Linked DNA regions of Capra hircus: region 2 is linked to region 1. A link is a contact called in public Hi-C data. All regions are on one chromosome and are shown on one strand. Each heading gives the region's core, a stretch centred on a gene start, on an enhancer-like site or on the middle of the called end of the contact. The rest is flanking DNA. Distances are from core to core; before and after follow the strand shown.

Region 1 (2,700 bases), core at 60-2,559:
TCCATATCCCCACACTCAAGGGCACGGTGAGGGTATGAAGCAACAAACGGCAGCCGTGAAGAGAGGCGGATGTGGGATGCAGGCGGAAGACGCGTCCACTGACATGCGGGGCGTGCGGGAGCGTGGGGGTCGGGCCCACGGCCCCCAGCGGGGAGATGGGAACCCAGACCCCAGGCAGAGCCCAGCACCTCCAGCCTCCTACGGGGGCCCCCCTTCCCTCCGGGCCTCGGGACCCTCCAGGCGAGGCTGGATCGCTGTGCCGCGAGGCTCAGCCTCTCGGCCCCATCTCCTCCGCGTCCCTCCCCACCCCGACCCAGGGGCACCGCACGGGCGCATTACCCTGGCCGGGCCACCGCCACACTGGCTTTCGCTGAGAGGCGGTGGAGTGGGAGGAACCACGGAGATCTTGCTGCTGAGGGGAAACACAGGGATAAGAAACGGGTTGTGAGTATTACACGCATACAGCATTCACATTTGTCCTGTAATTCAAGTCCTCTGCCTTTCTGCAAAAAATACGCTTCCTCACTTTTTAGAAGAGGGCCCAGCAGCCTGCCTGGATCCACTCCGCCCTGATTCCTGGGGTCTGAACGTGGGAGACGCAGTCCTGTGTCCCAGGCCTGGGCACTGCACTGCAGCCGTGTGGTCACAAAACAGCTGGGGTGCTGGGCCCCGGCTCTGTGGCCTGGCTGCCCTGGCACCCGGACTCCACACATGGGTGCCATGTGGGCCTGAGCATCCTCTTAGTGGATAGCACCCAGCAGAATGCCCCAGATGTCATGGATATAAAAACCGACCATAAGAGGAATCATAAGTTTATGCTAAAAGAAGTTGGCAAGGGGACAGATGGAGTAAAACAATGAAAAATCCAGAAATTGGAAAGTCTCACCATAAAAACAAAACAAAACAAAAGCTGCTGGTGGAGACTTTTCAAGAGCACTTTAATAAATTCAGCATAGTTGGGTGTGTGAATTATTGCTCGTTTCATGATGGCTGGGAGTTTAGAATTTTGTTTATAAAGTTACTATCTCTCAGGCCATTATTCAAACCTACCAATGTTCATTCCACAAATGTTTCTAGTGTCAGGCACCGGGCAAGATGTTAGGGACATGAATGATTCATAAACGCAAGTGCTTGGTTTAGAATCTCATTGGTGCTGTGTGCTCAGGCATGTCTGACTCTTTGCCACGCCATGGACTGTAGCCCACCAGGTTGCTCTGTCCATGGAATTTTCCAGGCAAGAATACTGGAATGGGTTCATTTCCTTCTACAGGGGATCTTCCTGACTCAGGGACTGAACCCGAGTCTCTTTCATCTCCTGCAATGGCAGGCTGATTCTTTACCACTGAGCCACCCGGGAAGTCCTGAATCTCGTTGGACATGCCATCAAAAACAACATTTCGTTTCCCGAAAACCTACCCAAAATTTCAAGAAACAAAATGTCTTGTGAGAAAATCCTATGCTCGACCCTTTTAGCTTTTCATAAGAATGTGGAAATATCTCTGAATCTTCTCCAGGCACTTTTTATCATCTTTTTTTTTTTAAGTTACATTCCAAAGCAGTGACATCTGAAAGTCAGGAGACCTATACGTTCTTTGAGTGAGTCCTCTGTGCTCCAGCCCCGAGGGCACAGGACAGCCTGGCCTCTGACAGCACTCACCTCAGCTTCTGATAAGATTGCAAGAGCTTTGCTCCGGCTGTCTCGTGCTTGCCTGGAAGAGATATCGGTAGAGGTCATTTATTAGTAAGAATACAATGCAGATGATGGAAATACAGGATATAATACATTAAAATTATTATTTTCCTAACTGCATCTTATGATTAAAAAGCAAGAGACCATTTTGAGGCGTGCGCTGTTGCTCGCTCATATTCGACTCTTTGAAACCCCAGGCCCCTCTGTCCATGGAGTTTTTCAGGCAAGAATACTGGAGTGGGTTGCCATTTCCCCCTCCAGGGGATCTTCCTGATCCAGGGATCGAACCTGTGTCTCCATCTGCTTCTGAATTGGCAGGTGGATTCTTTACCACTGACCCACCTGGGACTCTGTACATTTTACCAAAAAATCATGAAACCGTACATTTAAGCAAATGAATTTTGTGTTACCTAAATTATATTCCGCCTAAAGCTGACGTTCCACACACACATACACCCACACACAGTATGAGACCATACTTGCTGGAAACGATTGCTTTTACTGAAAGTTGATGCTGAATTAGACTTTTAAATTCTGGATCATTTGAAAAACACTTCAAGCTTCTAAGCTTCCAGTTGTCCTCTGCAAACATTTCATAATGGAGTGACTATATTCCTTTAAACATTCTTTGTTACGGAGATTGAACTAATCTTTTAAAAAATGTAATCTACTTATTTCTAGTTATAGAGGCTAATAATTTCCTAAATAAGACTCCATCTGATATAGTACTCTTTTTGTTTCAAGGAAAGGGGATTTTATGATGTGCTGTACTAAGACCCCAAAAATAGCCCTCTCTAAGCCCACAGTCCTGTGAACACAATGTTTCCCAGCCCAATGCACAGGGTGAGGTCAGCTCACTGGCCCAGCCTGGAGACCAGAAGTGGATTCTCTCAGGGAAGTTCCCCAGCAGCCTCCAGAGTGCCCGGCACACAGCTGAGAACGGCCAGATGCGTGGTCCTGGGAGGTTAGAGCAGCTCCTGTGTTGTGCATTCGGAAGGCTTTCCTGTCGA
Region 2 (2,850 bases), core at 277-2,776, 180 kb before region 1:
GTGGTTGGGTGTCTGTGTTCTCTGTAATACAGTCACCCCGCAGGATGGAGAACAGGGTCCTTTCTCAGCGGTTCAGCTGAAGCCACTGAGGAGGAGGCAGGAGGCGCCCAGTGCAGGGCTCAGAGGGGCTGCCACCGCCCTTCAAGGTTGCAGGGAGCCAAGTACCTCAGAGGGAGGCTCCTGTGGGGGCGACGGGTGCACTGTGTGGTGTCTAGGCAGTAAAGACACTCCCAGGGAACCACGTAGGAGTTTGACGTGTGATCCCCAGAGCTGGAGTTAATTGCCTCTGAAGCATTTATGAACTGTGGTGCTTTTGAACTGTGGTGTTGGAGAAGACTCTTGAGAGTCCCTTGGACTGCAAGGAGATCCAACCAGTCCATCCTAAAGGAAATCAACCCTGAATATAATTCATTGGAAGGACTGACGCTGAAGCTGAAGCTCCAATACTCTGGCCACCTGATGGGAAGAACTGACTCACTGGAAAAGTCCCTGATGCTGGGAAAGACTGAAGGTGGGAGGAGAAGGGGATGACAGCGGATGAGATGGTTGGATGGCATCACCAACTGGATGGACATGAGTTTCAGCAAGCTTCAGGAGTTGGTGATGGACAGGGAAGCCTGGTGTGCTACTCCTCCATGGGGTTGCAAAGAGTTGGACATGACTGAGCGACTGAACTGAGCTGAAGAGTTTGTAGCAGACTTTAAAGAAGTGTCACCAAATAATAAAGAATGGATTTACATAGCCTGTCAGAAATGACAGGTGCGTTCAGAGTCCCTTCAGGACATTTCAGGGCAGGACCTACCTGCCCCTTGTGCCCATCCGCCCTACTTATCAACAGCCCGGTGACTTGAGCATCCAGTGGGTGAAAGTGCCAGCCGGTGCCTCAGGTGGCACTTCCCTACCATCCCTTAGAGCCTCCCTGGTGGCTGAGGTCAGCGCACACAATTTTTCATCAGTGTGTAGGTCACAGGAACCGCAGCCACCTCCCTCTTGGGGTCTTTGAGGAACTCCCAAAAGCTCTTTTTGAAAGAAAGAGCCACGGTCTTACACTCATGGTCCAGGGGCCCCCTTATGGCAGCTGCCTGCCTTGGCAGGGCCGCCCTCGCCCTGACCCAGCTCTGAGGGGTCAGAAACAGGCATTCATGGCAAGTTGGGGAAATTGGGAAAAGAGAGGAAGAGCCTGGCACACCAGCCCCAGCCCTCTGCCACCCCACCGCAGAATACCAAACCTAAAGCTGGCTGAGTCTCAGAAGGGAAAGAGCTTCCTCCCAGATGAGAGTTGGACACAACTTAGCGTTGAACAACAGCAAGACTCAATTATTAAACTTTCTTAAACTTTTATTTCTTGGATTTTTTTTTTTTTTTTTTTTTTTTTTTTTTGCTGCACCAGGACTTAGTTGTGACATGTAGGCTCTTAGTTCCCTGACCAGGGTTTGAACCCAGGCCCCCTGCATTGGGAGCTCGGAATCTTCACCTCTGTACCACCAAAGTGAAAGTCACTCAGTCACGTTGGACTCTCTGCCACCCCATGGCCTGTAGAGTCCATGGAATTCTCCAGGCCAGAATACTAGAGTGGGTACTCTTTCCCTTCTCCATGGGATCTTCCCAACCCAGGGATCAAACCCAGGGCTCCACATTGCAGGTGGATTCTTCACCAGCTGAGCCATAAGGGAATACTGGAGTGGGTAGCCTATCTCTTCTCCGGGGAGCTTCCTGACCCAGGAATCAAACCAGAACTGAGCTATCAGGGAAGCCCTTGGGAAGTCCCAATTGTTAATTATTCTGGAGGTTTAAGTATATTAAGAGTGACCAGAAAAGGTCTAAAATGTGCCCAAGATTTCATCCAAGAAGCTTTTCACACAAGAGTCCCCAGCGTGGGCTTAACCAGCCAGTGGAAGGAGAATGAGCTTGTGTTCTGCCTGCCCCGCCTCGAGACCAGCTTGCTCAATAATCCGCTTACACTGTGTAGGAGTAGAAGGTATTCATTACCTGCTATGAAGGTCAACTTCTCAGACACTGCCACCCTGTATAGATTCTTTTGTTCTATTCCACAATCATTTATCTTTCTCTAAACGTAATACAGAGGGAATGCAAACACACACGTTTATAGCCGATCGCGTTTCTAAGCAGACGTAAACCAGGTTGCCATCTCGCCTTGGTAAATTGGGTAGTTTACCAAGGGTTTACCCTGCCGGCAGGGTTTCGGCAGGTGCCTGAATTGTAAGGGAAGCCACTGTAATCAGTAGAAGGTATCAGGTAGTGACTTCACATCTTTTATTCTGATTCCTTTAGGAAGAGTTCTTTTAAAAGTTTTTTTGTAATGACAGAATCCATACCATGTTGCACAATGCTGAACTGAATCAACCTTTTTGAGAGAGCTCAAAAAAGCTCTTGATATTTATCTTCAAAGAGATATATCCAGTTACCTGTGGGGTTTTTTTTTTAAGTCTATCAGAAAATTTAAATGGAGTTTAAAAAAACTTTTTTGACATATACTTGATTTACTATGTTGTGTTTCAGGTGTACAACAAAATGATTAAGTTATGCATGTATACATGTGTTCTTTTATTACGTTCTCTTCCATTATAGCTAATTGCAAGATATTGAGTGTAGTTCCCTGTTCTGTACAGTAGGTCCTTGTTGGTTATCTGTTTTGTATGTAGTAGTGTGTATATTTTAATCCCAAACTCCTGATTTATCTTTGCCCATCTCCTTTGGCGACCACAAGTTTGTTCTATGAGTCTGTTTCCGCTTCATAGACAGGTTCATTTGTGACACATTTTAGATTTCCATAGGAGTCATATCAGATGAGACTTGTGTTTCTCTCTGACTTACTGCACTTATATGATA

The links. A called contact is a pair of places that touch in the nucleus more often than the background predicts.
Region 2: a contact with region 1 is called in a Hi-C map of liver, with 3 times the contacts expected there. The contact joins two enhancer-like sites. A contact is called at or near these places in 3 of 5 Hi-C or Micro-C datasets (blood and liver).

Annotation. Positions count from the first base shown.
Region 1 is chr9:82,416,685-82,419,384 of ARS1.2, reverse strand. SYTL3 (synaptotagmin-like protein 3) reads right to left here. Exons shown (of 16, transcript XM_018053420.1): 5 at 1,658-1,709; 6 at 340-409. Among named protein-coding and RNA genes, the nearest start is that of SYTL3, 56 kb to the right of the region's middle. Within about 2 kb of position 1,309, at least 2 of the 5 cell types and tissues checked have an H3K27ac peak or open chromatin away from gene starts, as enhancers often do.
Region 2 is chr9:82,599,312-82,602,161 of ARS1.2, reverse strand. The region is part of intron 6 of RSPH3 (radial spoke head protein 3 homolog); the gene reads left to right. Among named protein-coding and RNA genes, the nearest start is that of RSPH3, 33 kb to the left of the region's middle. Within about 2 kb of position 1,526, at least 1 of the 5 cell types and tissues checked has an H3K27ac peak or open chromatin away from gene starts, as enhancers often do.